3 separate regions of the Anser cygnoides genome follow, and all the other regions are linked to region 1. A link is a contact called in public Hi-C data. All regions are on one chromosome and are shown on one strand. Each heading gives the region's core, a stretch centred on a gene start, on an enhancer-like site or on the middle of the called end of the contact. The rest is flanking DNA. Distances are from core to core; before and after follow the strand shown.

Region 1 (3,195 bases), core at 487-2,986:
GCTACCAGTGAGAGGACAACGGCTTCTCTGGGCAAGCTCCTGGTTTTGCTGTCACAGCCAGGAGGTGGCACCAGCGCCCCTGTCCCCAGAGCCACCCGTGCGGTGCTGGTGCCCCCATCCCTGCGCCGCGGGCTGCAGCACCCCGTGCCCTGCTCGGGGAGGGCTCTGGGGGGGCTGGCAGCCTCTCACTGCTCCCTCCCGCAGCCACCTACCAGAAGATCACCCCCGTGGCCGTGCCCCAGGAGCCGCTGGAGGCCGGGAGCAGCTACTCGGTCACGCTGTACATCGGGGAGCAAGCGGCGGCCGTGCCCAGGGCGCGCTGCCACTCCTTCGTGGCGCGGCCGGGGAGCCCGCGGGACGCGCTGGGGGAGAAGCCCCCCGGCCCCCCCCGCCCCAAGAACAAGTCCGTCTTCAAGAAGTTCTTCGGCAAGAAGGAGTGAACCCCGGCCGAGGGGGAGGAAAGCCCCCGCCTGCCCGTGTTCCTCCTCTCGGGTGCCGTCCTCGCACCGTCTCCGCTGCCAGCACCAGCTCACCGCTCGCCGCCTGCCCGGGGGGGCTGCACTACACCCCCGCCTCCCCCTTCCCGCCCCCGGGCCTCCCCCCACACGCAGCACAGGCAGGGCCGGGGGCCTTTTTATTAAAAAACAGATCGACACGCGGTCTGGGAGCTTCTTCATCCAGCCCGCAGAGGGGCTCCCGAAGGTGGGTGGTGGTCATGTCAGAGGAGGGGGCTCCCGTGGCCGGGCTCGGTGCTGCTCGAGGGGAAGCCTGAGCCACCTGGCATCTCCCGAGGAGCTTGGTCCTGTGGTTTTCCCTGTTGTCCCCAGCCCAGCTCATCCCTCGTGGCACCTGGACCCCGTTTCCCTCACTTGCTCAGCCTCGAGCCTCGTGCTCGGTGCAGGATGGCCGCAGGCAGGCGCGTGCTGCATGCTGTGGTGACGGTCAGGGAGCGTGGCCAGACCCCGGGGGCTTCCCTGTCCCAAAATTTTGCAATAGCTTCGCCAGCCCGTGCTGGTGTCAGCCACTCTGGTTCCTGTCTGTGCCGGGAAGGGGAGGGAGCCCAAAGCCCCGTCCGGGTGTGCACCAGCCCTCAGGCAAAAAGGACAGGTCTGTGAGGACGCTCCCGGCAGGCTCCGAGGCTCAGCCTCTCCTCCGCAGGCACAGGATGGGGCTTAAAATAGCTGGGCTGGCTGCCGCCCAGATCCGCAGCAAGGGCTGCAAGCGCAGAAACACGAGTAGCGGGCACGGGGCTGCTCCCACCCCCCTGTGTCCCGCTGCAACCCCCAGCTGGGGACGGGGGCAGCGGTGTCACCCAGCGAGGGGCTTCGTGCTCCCGGAGGAGGGGAGTTGGGGGGATTTGGGGCCGCAGATTTCTCTTGGCTCGGTCTCTTGGCTCGGTCACCTGTTTTCCTCCAGCACCGCCGCTCGGCCCGTGCACACTGCCTTAATGGGAAGAGAGGAGCGGGGCGGCTCGCTCGGGGCTGGGGGGGATGCCCTGGGACGGGGCCAGCCCCGGCCGTGCCGCGAGGAGGCACTTGCAGCCCCGGCCCTGCGCAGCAGCCGCTCGGTCAGGAGCCGCCAGCTCATTCCTGAGCTGCTCAGGGGCCCGGCGGAGGGGCAGCGGGGCTGGGGCCGCACGGAGGGCTCGTCCCCCCTCACTGCTTGGGGTGCGTGACACCCGGAGCCACCGACCTGCCCAGAGTGTCCCACGCTGGCCCAAGTCCAGCACGGCGGCGTGAGACGAGACGTGTAAAACGGAGCAGGGACGGGGGCACCTTGTGACCCCAGGCAGAGCCCACGGCACGCTCCCCGTGCAGCGGGGTGTCGCAGGAGGGCACCGTCCCCTGCACCCGCGCTGCAGGAGGGCGCCTTCCCCTCACCCTCTCCCCCTCCTTGCCCTGGCGCCGGGCCCCGCTGACGAATCCCGCTGGCGGTCTCGATGGCAGGCGCCGCTTCCCCCCGCTAATCCCCGCGTGCACGCAGCCTCCACCTGCTGAGCCAGCGGGAGCCCCACGGAGCCGCTCGCAGCCAGCGCCTGGCTGAGGAGCTCGTGGCACGGTGAGGGCTCGGCAGCCCCCGTCCTCCCTCCACCGGAGGATCCCCGGCACTGGGCAAGGCGGCAGCGGGGAGCTGAGCCCTGGAGGTAACGGGCAGGGTGGCGAGAGGGAAAGGCGCTGGCTTGGGGGGCTGGATGGGGAGGGGACGTGGCTCTGAGAAGCCACCACAAGGACCCGCGTGCAAGGTCACCCCGCAGCCGGGGGCCTGTGCCGAGCCTTGTCACCCACCGCCCCGTCCCTCTGCCTCGGGGCTGAACGGGGATCTGGGCATCTGGTGACAAGGACGATCCGGCTCCCGGCCATGCTGCGGCCGGAAGGGAAAGGTCCGGGGGGAGCAGGGTCTGCAGGGCGATGCCTATAGGGCAGGGCCCCCCCCTTCACAAGGACTTTGTCCCCAGGAGGGCACGGGGCATCCCCGCGCGGGGGGCCGAGGGCTGTCCTGCAGCCGGGTGTCCTTGGCGCGGCAGGCAGAGCGCTAGGACCTGGGGAGAGGCAGGCAGGCAGCGCTGGCAGCTCTCCCCCTGAGCAGTGCGGGATCCGGGCTTGTCAGCCGGCAGCACCGCGGGCACGCAGCCCGCCAGCGGCCCTGCGGACATCGGAAACAAACAAACAAAAATAAATAAAAAAAATCACAACAACATGTAAGCGTGCATGGTCGTGCCCCGGGCTGGCACCGTGTGCCATGGACGGCCGCCGCGGAGCTGCAGGCGCTGTAACTAGGGCACGGGGCTGAGCGGCGGTGCCGTGGGACACAGCAGGTCAGAGCTGGGGCACGGGGACACCGGCAGCGGTGGCTTTGCTCTGTGTGCTGTCCCACAACGGGGCAGGGGTTGGGGTGCTGTGGGGGTGGCAGGTGGTCCGGTGGGTTTTTTGGCCCCGGTGCGCTCGCCCCCATGCTCCCGGCCATACTGGGGTGGTGCCTTGTGTTCCCGTAAGGTCCTTGGGGTACCTGCAGCGCGGGGGACACCACCGGGGAGCCCTCACTCTGCGCCTCCCCGTCGGGGTTTCTTCCCCAGCCCTGCCCAAACCTCGCAAGCCCTTTGTCCCCGGAGCCAGGCTCTCTCCTGTGACCCTTCCGAGCTGCAGGCTGACCGCTGGGAGCTCGCCCTCGGCCCTCGCTCCGCTCCCTCCCCAGCTC
Region 2 (3,195 bases), core at 300-2,799, 400 kb before region 1:
AACCCCGGGGAGACGGAGACACCTTTTTGCCCTTCAAATACCTTCCCAGAAAGCGGGACGGGGTTTGCCCGGCAAGATCTCCAGTATAATGCCCTTCTGCAGGCAAAGGCTGGTGCGGGCAGGCCCCACGACCTAGGGGGGCTGGAGCTGGATACAGAGAAATAAAACCCAACCGAGGATGCGCCCCCTCCCCTTTGACACGTAGGTGCTAAGAAATCACCGCAGCTGCAAAGCAAAGGGCTTGGGGGGCCGGGCGGCGGCCGGGATGGCAATTTGTCCCCTGCTGCCCCCTCCCCCCAAATGGCTCTGCTGGACTTTGGAGCGATTCCCACGGGCGGGCGAGGTGAATTTTGACCCGAACTCACGCATCGCTCGGCGGGGCAGAAAGCGCGCCCGTGGGGCTGCCGGGGTGGGGCGGGTGGGGGAAAAAGGTGGGCGCGCATCGTGGGAACCGCGGGTGGGGGACGGGGTGGGGGACACGATCCCGAGTGGGGCGAGCTTTGGGGGGGGGGGGGGGCGCGCCGCGCACCCCCTTTTACCTCCGTGGCCTTTTCGCCCAGAGCCGCAAGGACGAGAGGGGAGGGGAAGGAGGGAGGGGAATCGCCAGAGAGGGTGGGACTTCGGCGGAGCGTCTCTCCCCGCGGCCGCGCCGAGCAGTTGCAGAGCGCCGGCGAGCGGGCGGTGGGGCGGGCGCTGCGCGGGGAGCGGGCGCTGCGCGGAGCCGCCGCTGGAGTGCGCGGAGCCGCCGCTGCCGCGGCGCCGGGGGGCGAGGAGCGCACGCCGAGCCGGCGGGGGACAGCGCGCCGCGGGAGCACCTCAGCCCTCCCCGGGCACCGGGACCTGCGCTTGGCTCGCCGCCTTGCTTTATCCTCCTCCCGTTTAATTGAATTTTTTTTTTTTTCCCCCCCACCTATACTTTGGATTTTTTTTTTTTTCTCTCCCTTTCCTGCAGAGCCCCCCCCCCCCCCCCCCCCCCCCCCCCCTTTTCCCCTCTTCTCCGCCCCGGTTGCCTCCCTCTCCAGCCAGTTTGGATTTTTTTTTCTTTTTCTTTTTTTTCGCCCTCTTCTGATTTTTTTTTTTTTTTTAAAAAGCGGTGGACGGCCGAGCGGCGGCGGGCTCAGCCCCTTCCATCCCCCCGGCGGGGGGAGGCAGCCGCCGCGAAGAAGAGGTGGGGGGCGCGCAGGAAAAGAGATGCATTGAAACTTTTCCCCGCAAACTTTGGCGTGAGTGCGCGAAGCCGAGAGCGAGCGCGGCGCGGGTGCCTCTGCCTGCCCCGGTTGCCGCTGTGGAGCTCGGATTGCCCGGCGGCGGGGGCCGGGCGGCGGCGGCGGGGCGGCCGCGGAGCCTGCGCTCGGCCCGGCGGAGCGCCCACCGGGAGCAGCAGCGGGGGCCGCCGGCGGAGAGCCGGCCTTATGGAGGGGTGAACGCGGACGCCCCGAAGAGGAGCCCCCCTTCCCCCGGAGCCCCTCGCAGCGCCCGGCCGGCGGCACCCCAGGAGGGCACGGAGGAGGCGCGGGCGAGAGCGCGGCGGGGCGGCGGCGGCGGCGGCGGCGGGGCGGCGGCGGAGGCGAGGCGGAGCGCGGCGGGCCCCGTTCCTCCGCGGCGTGCGGCGGCAACCATGAACTTTCTGCTCACTTGGATCCACTGGGGGCTGGCGGCGCTGCTCTATCTGCAGAGCGCGGAGGTAAGCGGCGGGACGGGGCTTTTGTGCCCCCGCGTGCGGAGGGGAAGGGGTTGGGGGGGCGGGAAAAATTAAGAAAAAAAATGGTTTTTTTTCCTTTTTTTTTTTTTTTTTTTAAAAATTTATTCCCCCTTCCCTCGGCTCCCACCTGCTCGCTGTGCCCGTGCGAGGGGGGCGAGGCGCGGAGGGGCCGCGCACATGTGCGCGCATTGCACGCCCCCGCCGTGGGGCTCCGCGGGGCCGGGGCGCTGCGCGGCGCTGCGCGGGGCAGGGAAGGGAAGGGAAGGCAAAGGAGGGGAGGCAGCGCGCTGGCTTCTTGCATCAGCCTCTCTCCTGCCGGCCTCGGCTCTCCTGACATTGCAAAAGGGTGTTTCGGCGGTATTTGCCTTGGGTCCCGGCTCGGGTTCGCGCTGCCTTGTGGAGTTCAAAATACCTAGCTGGAAAAACAAATAGAGATCAAAGAGGACAAAATGGATCCTGAATTTCTTCCAGATTGATTTTTTTTTTTCAAAATGCATATCTCCTGCACCGAGATTACAAAACCCCTCGTTTTTCCCTTCTCTCCTTCCTCGGTCACTTTTACTTTTGCCTCATTGTCATTCCTGAGCGATTAGAAACCGACTCTTCCTCCTTGTCTTTCTCTCCTTTAAAAAAAAAAAAAAAGGAGAGAGAAAAAGAAAGGCAGCTTTCTGTGCAAACCTGTCCTATAAATCTGTTTTCAAAAGAGTCAAGAGGGCTGTGTTGCCAAGAGATATTAAGGGGTTTAGACAGAGTGCCCACGTGAAAGTGGCTGTATGCTAGGCAGGCGTGGATTATGTTTTAAGGGCTGTAAGGAGCTAGTTCTCCCCTGCCATTCCTCCTCAGCTCTTGGCGAGAATGCGGGCCAGATCATCTCCCACTGTCGTGAACATAAACGTCGCTTGCAAACTAATCAGTTATTCACATTGTTTGTTCAGCACCGATGCTGGAAGGTAACTCCCCAATTAGGAGCCATTTCAGCTGTAACCGAAGTCATGCAGGCACTGCACGCTTTGTTTCTAGCCTGTTATATCTCTACTTTCTCCAGTGACAGCCGCACGTTAGGCTGTGCTCGATGGGAACCGAGGCTGAGCTCTCATTAGAGCGTGTCACGGAGCAGCTCCGTGCAGCCAGCCTGCCAGATTTGGCTCGTGGGACGATTCTTTCCGCTCTCCAAGAGTTTTTCCACCGTCACCGAAAACAGGGCTTCTTTGCCTCCCAGCTCCTCAGTAAACTTGCAGAGCAGCGTCTGTTCCCTGGCTGTAGGTTAGACAACTCCGGGTCGGTGTCTAGTGATAATACCCTTCAACCCTCCCCTTGCTCCTTCTCCCCTCCCCTTCCTCTTCCCCGGAGATGAAGCTGCGGATCAGGTAGGGTCCAGGTCTGCCTGTCCTCGGGAGTCGCGTGAAAGCCTCATGCTGCCTTTTCTCCCAGGCGGGAGGATGGTGCTGCTGAGAAAAGACAGAGGGTAACAGTGGGGGGGGAAAAAAAAAGAA
Region 3 (3,195 bases), core at 513-3,012, 310 kb before region 1:
AATGGGGAGCTGTGCAGCAGTTTAATTCTGTGGAGATGGGTTGGAAAGGTAGGCTGCCATGCTCTGATGGTTGTTTGGGACAAATCACAGCTGGAGCAGACTATGGGACCCTGGAGATTCAGTGCTTTCGGGTAGTGAGTAAGATAGAGCTGCGTGGCTCCTGCTGTGATGAATTAGCACCACGTAGCTACCCACTGTTCTGGGAAATTATTCGTATGCATCAAGGTGTAAACAATCCCTTCCTGTAGGAGGAGCCCAAGAAGGAAGCTAGGTGTCGTCTTGTTCTTCTCTCAGAACTGGGACTGGTCCATACAGGGGTCTGAAAGCAAACTGAGGGTGGCTCAGTTGAGATAAGGCATTTGTGAGGCTTACTAGAGAGAGGAGCATTCAGAGGACAGAGCAAGCCTTGTCTGTTGTGGATGCCTGTCTGGCTCCTGCATAAACAGGTGTATTTATTTAGATATGTTAATATCCTTTGCTGCAGGGAAAGCAACCAAATCTGAATGCTCAGCCATTACCTGCTGCAGGGAAAGGGTGCATGCAAGAGGAATGCGAAGGGAGTTCTTGCTGCCAAGGAAAGATGAAAGGATTTTACAAATAGAGGTTGAAAAAAACAAGTAATACTGGAGACTTTATCCCCACATAAAGGAGACAGAGCCTGAAGTGACAGAGAGTCCCCATTGCTTTCTTAAAAACACAAGGGCAAAACGAGTGGCTGAGCAGGAAGTAAGGCAGAAAACAAGATCCTGTAAAAACTGCCAGCAGTTAGGGAGGGAAGAAAAAAATCTCGAAGTACGCAAATCAACTTTGATTTGATGCTAACCCCAATGTCACACTATAGAGGGATAGGCTTGCAATAAATAAATAAAAAAAGGGCACCCAAAAAAATGAGCCTGCTCCGGTGCTCCCACCTCTCTGGGTCCATGCCAGACTGTGAAGTTCACTTTCAAAGGCAAAGCTGACGCGGAGACATTTGACAGGACTCATGCTTCTAAATCACATGGGTGCTTTTGTAAACATTACTTCTGGGTGTACTTAATATCTCCACTATTAATCGGGTTGCGGGGAGTTAAAAGCCCATTAATGGCATTAACGAATGCTACTTAACTGTGCTGAATTGCAAGAGCAAGTTTAGGCAGAGAACAAATACAATGTGACTTTGGAGGAGCAGAGAGCCAGGCAAAAAAATAACATTTTCATCTAGGGGATAAAAACCAAACAAACAGAAAGCAAACACCTGTTAATCAACCCAAAACACACAGCCTATGAGAAGGCAGGAAACCTTTGGCAGGTGATAGTGAGAGAACTTGTGAGTGTGTTGGTGAAAGCCAGATGTGGGGCTCAAGAAATGGAAGGCAGGAGGTGGGCCGATACGTGGAACAGATGTGATAAGATCTTGGCATGCAGTATGGCTACAAGGACGGTCAGTGGAGTTTGGTCTCGCTGGCACAAAGCGCGCGCAAAACACAACCAGGAAGTTACAATCTTGATCCGAAATCTGTAGCATACCAGGCCAGGGAGGCAGTGATAACCTGGATGGTGTTCCAGCAAAGTGACAGCAGGGACTGAGGGCCTGGAGGGATCAGCCATGTCCAGGTTTTTGAAGACTGCAATGGGACAATGCCCCAAACCTGCTTGGTTTGGCTCTGTATTGGCTGACTGTGTTTATGGGTGCATGTTAATACCTGCTTGCACTTACTGGTTTCTGAGCAGCCAGGACAAAGAATCTTTAACATGGTGCTTGCCTGTTTGTAAAGGTTTAAGGGGGGGAGGAGGAATGGGGTTAAGGGAAAATTTAACCTGAATATCGTGGGGAAAAGGTTAAACAAATAAGTGCACAAGAATATGAACATTTCCTCCAGATCTTTGCCTGAAGCTTTCAGAGGAGGTAACGTGGCATGTATCTCATAAAGTTCAATTCTGTATTGTCACAGAGGACAGGTGGATAACCAAGTTCTGCCTTTCTAAATATGTTAACTGCAGAGTATTTCAGATAGATAGACACTCGTTTCTGTATTCTCAGTGTCCTTATTACCTCTTAAAAATGACATTAAAAAAACACTGTGGCTGGAAACATGAAATGCTCAGAAATGGGAAGTGCTAAAATCATGATTGTTCATGCAAAATCATGATTCTTCATGCAATTCAGCCTTCTATATGAATCTGCATTGTGTTACAGTCACAGAATGGTCACTGTATGGGGTAGATCATCACTGAACTCACTGGGTAACTATTCAGAATTTTTTCTTACCCTCATCACTTGACCTCAGACCTTGTTTACTAAACACCACTTAAGCTTTGCATAGAGTGCAAACGGATTACATTTCCTCATGGGTTTTTCTGTGACACTTTCACTCCAAATCTGAGCAGTTCACAAACATGAAGACATTTCCCCTTACTGCAGACCTTGCGAAAAGAGGAAGGAGCTAGCACCACTTCCATCTTACTAAAGTGGAATGAAGACAGAGAGTTTAGAGATGGGACCACTAACTCTGTCTGGCTGTTTGATTTACAGCTACATGAGTTTGCTTTTTTTTTTTTTTTTTTTCAGTGTTGTATATGTTTAGACATTGGCATGTTATTTAAATCTGCAGAGAATTTACCCTCCAAGCAACTATTGTGAAAGACAAAACTGCAGATATATAACAAAACCAATTGTGTTCTGTGAATATGAGAGCTGAGCACTTACTGAGAGAAAAGGACAAGGAAAAAAAAGAAAATTATTGAGGGGATCAGAGGGAGAGTGGGGAGGGAGAATGGTGTGTGGACGAGAAAGTCTAATATTGTAAAAGGCTCATGAACAAATGAAATGAGCACTGGAGAACATCTTTGGGCAGGACATGGCGCTAGGAGGATAGAAGAAAGATGATCTAAGCAGGACCTAGGATACCCTTGTTAGAAAGTTTTGATACTAAAGCCACCTGAAATGGAGAGGGAATCACAGGCAAATGTGTGATGGCCTGATACGAACTATCTTGGGAGGCAAAACACATCCCTGACTGAAGAGAGGGGGAGTGTGGGGGAGAGAATTTCTGCCAGGATTTTTGCCAGGAGTGGCCAGGATTTCTTGAACCTCTAGTGCCAGGGACTCCCATAATTTGGTGTTGAAGGCACAGCTCCCAGCAACCTCGCTTGCAATGGAGATCGCTCAGCACTTTTGCCAGTCTGGCCCCAGGTGTCCATAGCTTGGCAAAC

What was found. A called contact is a pair of places that touch in the nucleus more often than the background predicts.
Region 2: a contact with region 1 is called in a Hi-C map of liver, with 5 times the contacts expected there. The contact joins the promoter of VEGFA here to the promoter of SLC29A1 in region 1. A contact is called at or near these places in 2 of 7 Hi-C or Micro-C datasets (both in liver).
Region 3: a Hi-C map of liver shows a contact between it and region 1, with 18 times the contacts expected there. The contact joins the enhancer-like site here to the promoter of SLC29A1 in region 1. A contact is called at or near these places in 2 of 7 Hi-C or Micro-C datasets (both in liver).

The regions. Positions count from the first base shown.
Region 1 is chr3:33,858,919-33,862,113 of Taihu_goose_T2T_genome, reverse strand. It overlaps SLC29A1 (solute carrier family 29 member 1 (Augustine blood group)), which reads left to right and starts at 1,736. Exons shown (of 14, transcript XM_048080133.2): 1 at 1,736-2,143. It overlaps LOC106048216 (spectrin beta chain, non-erythrocytic 2-like), which reads left to right. Exons shown (of 31, transcript XM_066993846.1): 31 at 205-655. The coding sequence ends at 440.
Region 2 is chr3:34,260,055-34,263,249 of Taihu_goose_T2T_genome, reverse strand. VEGFA (vascular endothelial growth factor A) reads left to right here and starts at 1,549. Exons shown (of 6, transcript XM_066993857.1): 1 at 1,549-1,684. The coding sequence starts at 1,619.
Region 3 is chr3:34,171,963-34,175,157 of Taihu_goose_T2T_genome, reverse strand. All of the region lies in intron 2 of LOC106029742 (a long non-coding RNA gene), which reads left to right. Among named protein-coding and RNA genes, the nearest start is that of VEGFA, 88 kb to the left of the region's middle. Within about 2 kb of position 1,762, at least 1 of the 3 cell types and tissues checked has open chromatin away from gene starts, as enhancers often do. A contact at or near this core is called in liver, where this site is marked.